3 separate regions of the Mus musculus genome follow, and regions 1 and 3 are each linked to region 2. A link is a contact called in public HiChIP or PLAC-seq data. All regions are on one chromosome and are shown on one strand. Each heading gives the region's core, a stretch centred on a gene start, on an enhancer-like site or on the middle of the called end of the contact. The rest is flanking DNA. Distances are from core to core; before and after follow the strand shown. Region 1 has its middle 16 kb from the start of Fasl. Region 2 holds the start of Vamp4 (vesicle-associated membrane protein 4). Region 3 has its middle 7.4 kb from the start of Gm31869.

Region 1 (3,654 bases), core at 749-3,248, 770 kb before region 2:
CTACATCAGTCTCTACAGGAGGAAGAGGGACAAATCCTTGGATTCAGGTTAAAGTTGCGAAGTACCCATGCGCCAGGAACTATTATTATAAGACTTTGAGTGGAAAAAAGGAAAAAGAAAAACACTCTAAGAAACCAACAGGCTAGTATTAGGTTAGAGAGAAAAGGGCTGAAGCCTAGAGGACTGGGCAAAGTTGGGAGCTAAAGAAACATTTCATGGAAGAGTTCATATGTGAGATGGTACTTATTAAAACATCATCTCACAAGAGACAGCTATATCTGGGTCCTTTCAGCAAAATCTTGCTAGTGTATGCAATGGTGTCAGCGTTTGGAAGCTGATTATGGGATGGATCCCTGCATATGGCAATCACTAGATGGTCCATCCTTTCGTCACAGCTCTAAATTTTGTCTCTGTAACTCCTTCCATGGGTGTTTTGTTCCCAATTCTAAGAAGGGGCAAAGTGTCCACACTTTTGTCTTGGTTCTTCTTGAGTTTCATGCGGTTAGCAAATTGTATCTTATATCTTGGGCATCCTAAGTTTCTGGGCTAATATCCACTTATCAGTGAGTACATATTCTGTGAGTTCCTTTGTGATTGTGTTACCTCACTCAGGATGATGCCCTCCAGGTCCATCCATTTGGCTAGGAATTTCATAAATTCATTCTTTTTAATAGCTGAGTAGTACTCCATTGTGTAGATGTACCACATTTTCTGTATCCATTCCTCTGTTGAGGGGCATCTGGGTTCTTTCCAGCTTCTGGCTATTATAAATAAGGCTGCTTGAACATAGTGGAGCATGTGTCCTTCTTACCGGTTGGGACATTTTCTGGATATATGCCCAGAAGAGGTATTGCGGGATCCTCCGGGTAGTACTATGTCCAATTTTCTGAGGAACTGCCAGACTGATTTCCAGAGTGGTTGTACAAGCTTGCAATCCCACCAACAATGGAGGAGTGTTCCTCTTTCTCCACATCCTCGCTAGCATCTGCTGTCACCTGAATTTTTGATCTTAGCCATTCTGACTGGTGTGAGGTGGAATCTCAGGGATGCTCACAGTCATCTATTGGATGGAACACAGGACCCCCAATGGAGGAGCTAGAGAAAGTACCCAAGGAGCTAAAGGGATCTGCAACCCTATAGGTGGAACAACATTATGAACTAACCAGTAACCCGGAGCTCTTGACTCTAGCTGCATATGTATCAAAAGATAGCCTAGTCGGCCATCACTGGAAAGAGAGGCCCATTGGATTTGCAAATGTTATATGCCTCAGTACAGGGGAACGCCAGGGCCAAAAAAGGGGGAGTGGGTGGGTAGGGGAGTGGGGGGGTGGGTATGGGGGACTTTTGGGATAGCATTGGAAATGTAAATGAGGAAAATACCTAATAAAAAAAACCCATCATCTCACCAGGTGTGGTGGCACATGTCTTCAATTCTAGCACACGGAAAGCAAAGGATCTCTGAGTTTGAGGCCAGCCTGTATCGAGTTTCAGGACAGCTAAGATCACATAGAGAGACCATGTTTCAAAAACAGAAAATCATCATCTCTAAAAGCTTAAACAAACAGCCACCACCACCACCACCACAACAACAAACCTTTGACTCAATACATTGAAAAGACCATAGGAAGAAAAACAAATTGAACAGAAGTTGTAAGTCTGGTAAGTGGTATTTGAGTATCCCTGACAGCCTGGCTTGGCCTGCTCACTTGACTATGCTGTGCTACCTGCAACTCTTCTCTCCCAAGGGAAGGCACATAAAGATACCTTTGGCCATTAATTCTTTCCCAGCCACCCTTTCGGGCCACAGACTTCCCAGGCAGCCAGGCAACTGTGGCCCGAGGCAACAGCTGTCCTAGAACAGAATTTAACCAAGCCTGGCCACTTTCTTTTAGAGGGACTCAGAGCAGCTTAAAAGTCAAGGTTTCCAGGGGTGAGAGAGATCAAAGGCATATCTGCCCACAGCCCTCTGTGGTCTGGTTCAAACGCTCAAGCGTTCCAGCACACAGTGGAACATGTGCGTACTTCACAGAACAACAGAAATTCAGCTTCATCTTGTTCCATGCAGTGGCACCACACGAGGCCACGGAGGCTCAGCCTCCAGTCTTCTTGAACACCTAGCTAGTCCCCAGGCATCTCAGACTATTAGGGAGGCTTAACCTGTGGCCATACAGGCAGCCGGAGTCAGACCAAGCCACAGTGTGCAGGCAGACACTGAACAGAGACAGAGCTGTACAGGGAGAAGTTTTTATACTTTCCTGTTGCGGTAAAAATGCATCCTGTTTGTCTAAGTTGATAGGTATAAGTGCACATAATGAAGTCCCGATGTTTAGACAAATTGGCCACATGCTTAACATGTTTGTGTGCATGGTTTATATATATGATCATGCATCTGATATCTCACAACCAGGTGACAGTACCGTAGGCTCCTCTGATGTGCTAGAAATAAGATTTCACTCTCACGAAGAACCTTCCCTAAAAGGAGGGGCATACACAGTGGCTGCTACATTGGGTTCCCAAATCGCCAAATGTGCAGTGTTGAAACAACAGAAAGAGACATGAAAGAAGAATACGATTCAGCAGAGTTTCTCTCCAAGTTAAGTAGCTCCCTTCTTGAACATCTTTAGAAAGAAGATGTCCTTTCGATCAAGGATGACAGAAAAGGAAATGCAGATGCCTTTAAGTTTCTCTCACCACAATAGAATGTAAGCATTCACTTTAAAAAGGTTATATCCATGGGGAATATGTAGGAACAGGCGCTTGGAAGCAAGAAGAGGGGGCCATCAGTTCTGCACTGGCAAGATGGAGGCTGAAGACAGAACAAATTTCAGTGGATGGGATAGTCAAGCTACTGGAGGGTCATTTCAGTAAAGGGTCATTCAAGGTAGTCAAAGAGAATGGCAAAGCTGAAAGAAATGTTGGGCTATTTACCACACCGGAACCTGCCCATCCTTAATTTCTCCATGGTATTTGGTGTCATCTGACACTGTAATTTTGTTGGCTGTCTCCCTAAGTAGAATATAAGCTCTCTGATGGCAAAGACTGTTTTATTCTATGCTGGATCTACACACCTAAAACATTGCTTGTCCCATAGGAAGAATCCGTACACATGAAGAGTGAATGAACCCGAGTGAGCAGGTGAGGTAGCTGCCACAGGTCACATGGAGCCTTGTGTGCTATGTTGAGTGTCTGTGTAACTTTGGACACGGAAAACAGTGTTTACAAGCTGGCAACCCATACTCCAGTCGTGGGGTGTTTTGTTTGACCAATATTTCCAAACTAGAATATTTTATATAAAAACCTAGATTGATGAGTCTCCCTTAAAAATTCTGAGGATGCAGTGTTATGGAGCTGATAGCCTTGAAGGTAACATCCTGGGATGAGATGCCAATGTCTCATGAATATAGCCTGTGCTCTCCAGTCACCATCGCCTGCCCTCGTCTGGATCACCTTGCTTCAGGTTGTCCTTATACACGCATCACTTTCTCAGTCCTGGTGGACAAAGAGAGCTTGCAACTTCAGGCTTGGATTTAGAACATGAGGTTTGAAAATTCCACCATAATCATGAATCTCTGAAGTGAGCTCCTGGTGAGCCATGCCTCCAGTAAGTATTTACAGAAGCTAAAGGGTTCCTGTGCAATCGACAAGACTGCAAGA
Region 2 (3,792 bases), core at 1,100-3,599:
GTGCTTCTCAGCCTTCCTGATGCTGCCACTCTTTTAACACAGTCGTTCATGTTATGGTGACCCCAACCATAACATTATTTCACTGCTACTTCATAACTGTCATTTTGCTGCTATTACAAATCAGGATGTAAATATCTGTAGTTTTCCGAAGGTCTTGGGCAACCCCTGTGAAAGGGTTGCTTGATACCCTTCCCAAAGGAGTTGAGACCCACAGGTTGAGAACCACAGCACTAGGCGAAAGACACTACTTGAGTGGTTAACGTGTGTGCATGCAGAGTCTGGTGGGATTCCGAGTCAATGTAAAGAAGACAGACACAATGAAGGCAGCCATGCCTGCCTCTCATACTACCTTGATTTACCTGTGGGTTCAAGCAAGTAAGGATTCAAATGATCAGTGCTTTTTAATGAAAGTGGTTTCTAAGTTCTTGTTACAGAGATATTTGTAATCATTCATACTTACTGGTAATATGTGACTGTGGTGGTTTGAGTAAGTATTGCCTCAGGAAGCTGACAGCTTTGAATGCTTGGTCATTAGGGAGTGGCACTCACTACTTGGCAGGGATTAGGAAGTGTGCTCTTGTTGGAATAAATGTGGTCTTGTTGGAGGAACTGTGTCACTTGGGGTGGGCTTTGGGGTTTCAAATGTTCAAGCCAGGCCCAGTGTCTCTTTTGCCTGCTGCCTGCAGATCCAGAAATAGAACTCTCAGCTCCTCTCCAGCACCATGTCTGCCTGATGCCGCCATGCTGATAATGGACTAAACCTCAGAACTGTAAGCTAGCCTCAGTGAAATGATTTCTTTTATAAAGGTTGCTGTGGTTACAGTGTCTCTTCACAGCAATAGAACACTAAATAAGACAGATACTCACGCTGACCATAGAAATCACATTTCCTAAGTTTTCACAAATGCTAGTGATAGTCAAAGGGTCTCTCCCACATTACTAAAGAAGAGTGGGGGCATATGTTCCTGGCCCAAAAGCAATCAAAATAAGTAGCCAAATTAAGGCATTATGACTAAATACAAAGAAAAATAACAGATTACTCATAAGAATAATAAGGCATGTATGAATGACATGTCCATTGTAGCTCTACTATCGTATTTCCTTATGCTGTTAACAGACAAGGACATTAACTAGCTAAGGAAACAAGGCAAGGAAGTTCGGCATAGTAAGCAAATATACGGATAAAATCATCAACTGAAGGGGCTGGAGAGACGGCTCAGTGAGAAAAGGCACTTATCCTTCTTGTTAACGACCCAGGTTCAATTCCTAGCACCCACATGGCAGCTTGCAACAGCCTGTAACTCCAGTCCCAGGGGATTTGAAGTCCTCATCTGATCTTTAAGAGCATCAGGCATACACATAGTAGTGTATGCACATATATGCATGCAGCCAAAAACACCCATACACATAATAAATCTTTTAAAAACATTAAATAAATAGAAACAAACAAACAAAAGACCACCTCTGGGCTGTCTAGTGACTCCGTGATAATCTCACTACCATGCCCTGCCAGAGACACAGACTAAGATACCTTCTATCTGGGCAGGCCATTTCAGTCCAAGTCAGCCAAGTTGTGAGGAGAAAACTCTCAACCAGTGAGCCCAACAGCAACCCTAACTAAAGATCGGGTGAAAGAGGGCTTTCTCCTGGAATTTTCCTCCTCCGGTTTGTTTTCTTGTCCCTGAGCATCTTTTCTTATTTTTGTGTCTATCAAATAACTGGCAATATATTTCCCCACAGTTTAAAAACTCTTAACAAAGGACTAATAACCATTAAGCTTAAAAGACTTGGAGGAGGATAAATTAAAAAAAAAAAGAAAAGAAATACACATTTCTACAGTTTTGGACTAAGTCTATCAACGCCAGACTTCTTTAAATAAATATGTCAAGCAGAGACTGTAAAGGAGATGAATTATTGGCAGAATGGCAATGTAAGGGTGGTTTCCCGCCTGAATCCCTATGTTTGGATCCTGCCATTTAGGCTACAAGCAAAAGGAATGAAACTGAGTAACCCTCAGCAATTTTGTAAATGGTATCAGACAGATATTTTATCACATGCGGCCCCTTTTACTCAGGTCCCTCAGACAGCCCGCAAAGTAGCATCTTCTACGGGACCTACATCCTAGTCACCCTTTCAGCTCCAGTTGAAAGACTTCTCAGCGTTCCCTACTCATCCCATGTACAACCCACGTGCTCCTCCATCGGATCTGAACGTCACAACCCCGGGGGATTCTCCCGGGTTCAAGAAAGACGGAAGCGATCGACCCGCTCAGGGTCTCCATTGCCTGAACATGTCCCCTCCGCCAGAAGACAAGACCCGGAGCGCCGAGACGCTCGATCTCCGTTGCCTGAGCCTGCCCCCTTGCGCCCTCTCCAGGACTCGGAGTACCGAGCGGCTCGATCTCCCTCGCCTGAGCCCGCCCCCTCTGCCCAGCGCCAGGCGGCGGAGCGCCGAGTCGCTCGATGAGCGGGGGCGCTGCAGCAGAGCGGAGCGGTGGCGGCTCTGCGCCTTCGGCCTTCCCCCTCCCACCCTTCTTCCTCCGCTTCCCGCTCCCTCCCCCGCCTGCCCTGCGCTGCCAGCAGGGACTGCTGCCGGGAGCCCATCGGAGACCGCAGGTATCCCGCCCCGGCGCGCCTGAGCAGGCAGGAAGCCAGGCGACGCCCCTGCCTACCGCCCCCAACGTCCGCTGGGGCTGGGAACCGGCCTGCGCGAGGGTCGGGTCGCGAGTGGGGAAGGCCGGGGGCCCGGGGTGTCCTGAGGAAGGGGCGCGAGGACTGGGGAGGGGCTGGGGCGGCCGAGGAGCTTTGAGATCGAGTTGCCCTCCAGGGGGAGAGCTGTTCCCGAGGGGGCACCTGTACGGGGAGTCGGGGGCCAGAGTTCCGAGCAGATGTCGGGGTGCGTGGCCTGGGGTGGCGGCGGCGAAGGGAGCCGAGGAATTGGCCAGAGAGGCTCGCCTGAGGTCCTTCCTCGGGGGTTCGGAGAAAGCGCGCATCCCCGCTGTGCTTAGAATGACCCGGGGGTGGAGGTGAATCCTTACACGTAACAGGTTTTGCGAGTAAGATTTCCAGTCACGATTTGCGTGGAACTGTTACCAGCCGAGACTGCAGATGAGAAATGAGGAAGAACTGGCGAGGGGGATGGAGGCTGAGCAAAGGAAAGCCGTGCCCAGCCAGATTCGAGCTTTTTTAGCGAAATGAAATAGAGCTTGTTTTGTCGAGGTAAAAAGCCAGTGTAGATTAAACAACAGGTTAGAAGTGCGTTACATGTAAAGCCACGGAATAGAGAACGTACTACAGAAGATGCATACGAGAGATTTGAGCAAGCGGGGAAGTACACGTAAGAGTCGTGCGATGTTGACACTTCAGTGAACCGTGTGGTGTTCCATCCACGACGTGGAAAGACATCACGATGACTCTTACTACGTAGACACGTTAACGACAAGAATATTTTTGGTAGGAGGAACTGTAGGCAGAATGGAGTCAACTCTGATTTCTGAGTACAGTTTATTTACGCTACTTATTTTTAATCTGTAAATATCATTAGTTGCGGGTAGTTCCAGGGTAGCTCGTTTATCTATCTGCTGATTTGCTGGTGGTTTGTTTATTTGTCTAGCCTGAGTTTGCTTCCTTCCTCAAACTGATAGCTTGGATTTTAGAACTTGAATAAGAGGTTTACTCCTCATTACGTTTTAGTGTCATACCGTGTAAAGACATTTTGTGAATTTGCTTGATCCCTCTCTCCTGTTGGCTAAGATCAGCTTTTGCTGTTAGCTAAGATCAATATCTGTTATCA
Region 3 (3,656 bases), core at 1,065-3,564, 800 kb before region 2:
AGTGGTATAAAGGAAACAGAGAAAGGGTAGGCGTAATCCTTGATTCATTTCTTTCCAACACCTAATCATCAGACATGAAAGCCCCGCTCTCAAAATATGTACCAACATTTTCCATTTCTCTTCCATTCCACATCGATGACTCTTCCTGAAGCTTTCCCTAGTCCTATCAATAAAGTTGAAACTTCTCACCCCAGCTTCCAGAGCCCCGCTCAACTGTAACCCTGCTTACTTCTCCACCATCCATCTCTTGACATCCCCAGGAGTCCAGTGACATCATTCTTTATTCTATTCACCCTACACATGAAGCGCACTCTTGTTTTAGATCCATCATCTAGTGGCTTTCAGTGAGAAGAGAGGAGAAAGACACCTCCAGTGGGGAGTCTGGAAATCAGGACAGATGTTTGATGTCCCAATGACAAGGTGGAAGCACTGCTACTTAATCCTCAGGGATGCTCCTCAAAGCACAAAGCATATTGCCATGTGCTGTACAGTCCCCCGCCATAATGTATTGTTTGATCCAAAATGCCAAAAAAAAAAAAAGAAAACAGGTCCAAAAATGGCTGTTCCTGCTCTCTAGAATGATCACTACCTAGTGATTATATTGCTATGTTATCTTTTTATGATATCTTATAACTCTGTTATTGTGGTAGGAAGGGAATACAGCAACTCCTGCAAGCATTCTCCCCCCTCAGTTACATCTTCATCCCTGAACTGTCTTTTTAAATGATACTCTGTTATAATCACTAGCATATACTAACTGTATAAATGCATCCATATCATTCATTTTGACTGTGTTCACATACAGCCTCGTTATCTTTCTCCTTCAGAGTCTTTTCTCTAATGCCATCGTCTAGTCTCTTGTTAGTTTATTTCTATTTTAATTCTCAAAATAGAGCTTATTGTTGCCTAACCATTTCTGGGATTACGTGTTTATTTTCTTGTTTAGTTTTTTTTTTAAAACACAGCTTTGGAACCCCATTTAAGGATAAGTTTCATAAGAACGAATGAGACTTTGTGGGTGTACTTAGTGGTAAGAATACTTGCCTAGCAAATGCACTGGGCTGGGTTTGCTCCCCAGGACCCAAGATACAAATTAATAAAAGAATAATCATTATTATGTTCGCCATTCCACCCTCCAAACAATGCTTGACTCCTAGCATGTACTTAACAAATAGTCGTTAAATAACTGAATACTGATAATTATAATGAGGACAGAAGGCAAACTGATATGTGGCTAACAGTCTTCAGATCTGACAAGCCTAGTCTTGAGTTCTAACTGATACTCCATGGCCATTGAGAAGTTATCACTTCTCTGCTTTCTCACAAGCTGGAGTCAGTAATGTTTGGCTAAGGGGGTTGTTATGGGTATGACCTGACCTAAATATAGGCACTTTCTATAACTCTTGCTTAAAGGGAAGCAATGCAATCTTGCTATGTACATACATCATGATTTGAGGGCCATAATAAGCCTTGTGGTAAATGTTATATCACTCTTCAATTAAAAGTTGATCTACTTAACCACTCAGTGAACCATAAACACAAATTTGGCTTTAAGGCAGAAAAAGCATTCCTAATCAAGCATGGATCTATTGTGTGCTCACCTCGACTCCTGGTTACATTCTCTGCTAGAAACAGAAGCAATCTTCATATTCATTGGACAGGTTGGAAAAGCTGGCTGGCCAGCCTAGTCAGCAACAAGGCCCAAGAGCACAACTCTAAAGGGAGCTTCAGCAGAATCAAGCCTTGCTGGTTTCTTCTTTTCATCACCCTATCCAGACCTCTGCAGAAGTCTTCTGAATTTCGTAGAAACCAGAATAAGGCCACCTAAACGACGCAAAAAGGATGCTGAGGTTGAGATAATTCTTCCATTCCAGCTCACACTTCAGAGTTCTGTTTAACACCTCTGTCTCTTTCTCACCATCTAAAGAGTGTTGTCTCTTCTCAATGAATCTAAGGTCACTTCAGTCTAGACTTTAATCTCTTTGGGGAAGATCTAGCATATTATCCATTTACTTGAGGCTAGAGATAGTCTCTTTATAGCTCCATGAACCTCCTTCCAAAAAAAAAAAATGTATGCATTTTCTTCTACAGATTGGAAGTGGAGCAAGAACAGAGTTGGGTTGGAGCAGGATGGAGGATAAGCTCTAGAACAAACAAACCCAAAAGATCTATCCATGCCATTAAAAGCCTTGGAAACTCCAACAAGTAGCTGTTGTCTCATTGGCTAGGGTTCTTGTCTTGCATGCCTTACGTATTTGAACACTTTAAAACTTGATACCATCGTCGTGTCTCTTACCAAAACTTCACATAGTCTTTGAAGTGGTTCGTTCACCCACAGAAAGTGGGGCTGCAACATGAGAACGAAGAGGTTCTAGTCCCTCTATGACAGGCTGCTACTGGAAAGAGGGGGATCCCCTTGGCAGCTCACATCTCCTGAAGTGATCCCAAGTTTAATGAAGGAGGCAGCTATCAAGGGTAGCACTAAGCTTAAATGTCCCGTTATTGAAATTAAATATTTAAATGTCATCTCTTAAAATTGTATTTCAGAATGAAAAGACACAGTCATCAAGATGGCTAATCATATCTGCAGGAAAAGGAATACAGCTTTAGGTTGTCATGGTAAGCAAAATAAACCAGACTCAGAAAGTCAAATAGACAACTATAATGTTTTATTTCAGATTGAGGACAAAGACTTAAATATATGTACACACTTATGAATAGAAAACAGAAGGAGCTAAGGGGACCGGCAGGAAAGGAGAGAGAGGAACATAAGATGGTAACTGGAAATTAATATAAGTGAAGTACATGATATGAATCTATGAATATGTTATGAGTACCATTATTTATATGCTAATTAAAATGTGGCTAATCATAGTAGACTTTGTATATAATGAACACATAAGATATCCAATATCTCAATTATGAGTAAAGAATCTGAATAAGCCAGTTGCTCTTATATGTATAATGACATACTTAAAGTAAAAACAAATAATAAAATGATTTTAAAGACTATGGTTAATATGAAATAGTATTCTTTTACTTTCACACTTCAGAAGATTATTTTTCTGTCTGTTTCTTATAACAGGTAGTTTGTATAGTTGATGAGATTTTCTTATATGGGTCTTATGAAAATATTAATGAGCAAGAAATCTTAGTTGTCTCTGTACACGTGTGTATAAGCACATGCTCTGTGTGTGTGTTTGTGTGTGCACGTGCACGTATGATGTGTATATAGGCACATATGTCACAACACATGTGTGGAGGTCAGAAGACAACTTAATAGAGTCAGTTTCCTCTTCCCACGTTTATGTGCTTTCTGGAGAATTGACCTGAGGTCACTAGGTTTGCAAGTGCCTTTGCCTGCCAAACCATCTCACCTGTTGAGGAATTTATCTAAGCGTGGTGATCAGGAAACTTACTGAGAAATACAACAGCGCCACAGCTCCTCCTCCAGCAGCCTTTCCAAGGCCTGAAGGATTCCTTTTCATGTCAGCAACAGCATTTCTATAGAGGACCAAGAAAAGGAATTTCACAACGTCCGTGGGACTTACTTAAAGTCACATAGAGTTAAGCAAGTGGCCGTGGCTGAACTCACCCAGGCCTTCTCAGCCCGAATTCAATCCCTTTCCTTTTTTCCTCAGGACAACTGAGTTGCG

What was found. HiChIP or PLAC-seq counts read pairs in DNA pulled down with a chosen protein or histone mark.
Region 1: a contact with region 2 is called in an H3K27ac HiChIP or PLAC-seq map of thymic regulatory T cells, with 5 times the contacts expected there. The contact joins the enhancer-like site here to the promoter of Vamp4 in region 2. A contact is called at or near these places in 4 of 39 promoter capture datasets (HPC-7-derived erythroid cells, hippocampal neurons, liver and 1 more) and 3 of 115 datasets of contacts at active chromatin or transcription factors (bone marrow-derived macrophages, stem cell-derived neural progenitor cells and thymic regulatory T cells).
Region 3: a contact with region 2 is called in an H3K27ac HiChIP or PLAC-seq map of thymic regulatory T cells, with 5 times the contacts expected there. The contact joins the enhancer-like site here to the promoter of Vamp4 in region 2. A contact is called at or near these places in 5 of 39 promoter capture datasets (the C10 cell line, the HPC-7 cell line, hippocampal neurons and 2 more), 1 of 484 Hi-C or Micro-C datasets (B cells) and 2 of 115 datasets of contacts at active chromatin or transcription factors (bone marrow-derived macrophages and thymic regulatory T cells).

What each region holds. Positions count from the first base shown.
Region 1 is chr1:161,802,648-161,806,301 of GRCm38.p6, forward strand. No RefSeq gene overlaps it. Among named protein-coding and RNA genes, the nearest start is that of Fasl, 16 kb to the left of the region's middle. Within about 2 kb of position 1,999, at least 50 of the 459 cell types and tissues checked have an H3K27ac peak or open chromatin away from gene starts, as enhancers often do. A contact at or near this core is called in thymic regulatory T cells, where this site is marked.
Region 2 is chr1:162,568,166-162,571,957 of GRCm38.p6, forward strand. Vamp4 (vesicle-associated membrane protein 4) reads left to right here and starts at 2,350. Exons shown (of 8, transcript NM_001356527.1): 1 at 2,350-2,615.
Region 3 is chr1:161,773,052-161,776,707 of GRCm38.p6, forward strand. No RefSeq gene overlaps it. Among named protein-coding and RNA genes, the nearest start is that of Gm31869, 7.4 kb to the left of the region's middle. Within about 2 kb of position 2,315, at least 22 of the 459 cell types and tissues checked have an H3K27ac peak or open chromatin away from gene starts, as enhancers often do. A contact at or near this core is called in thymic regulatory T cells, where this site is marked.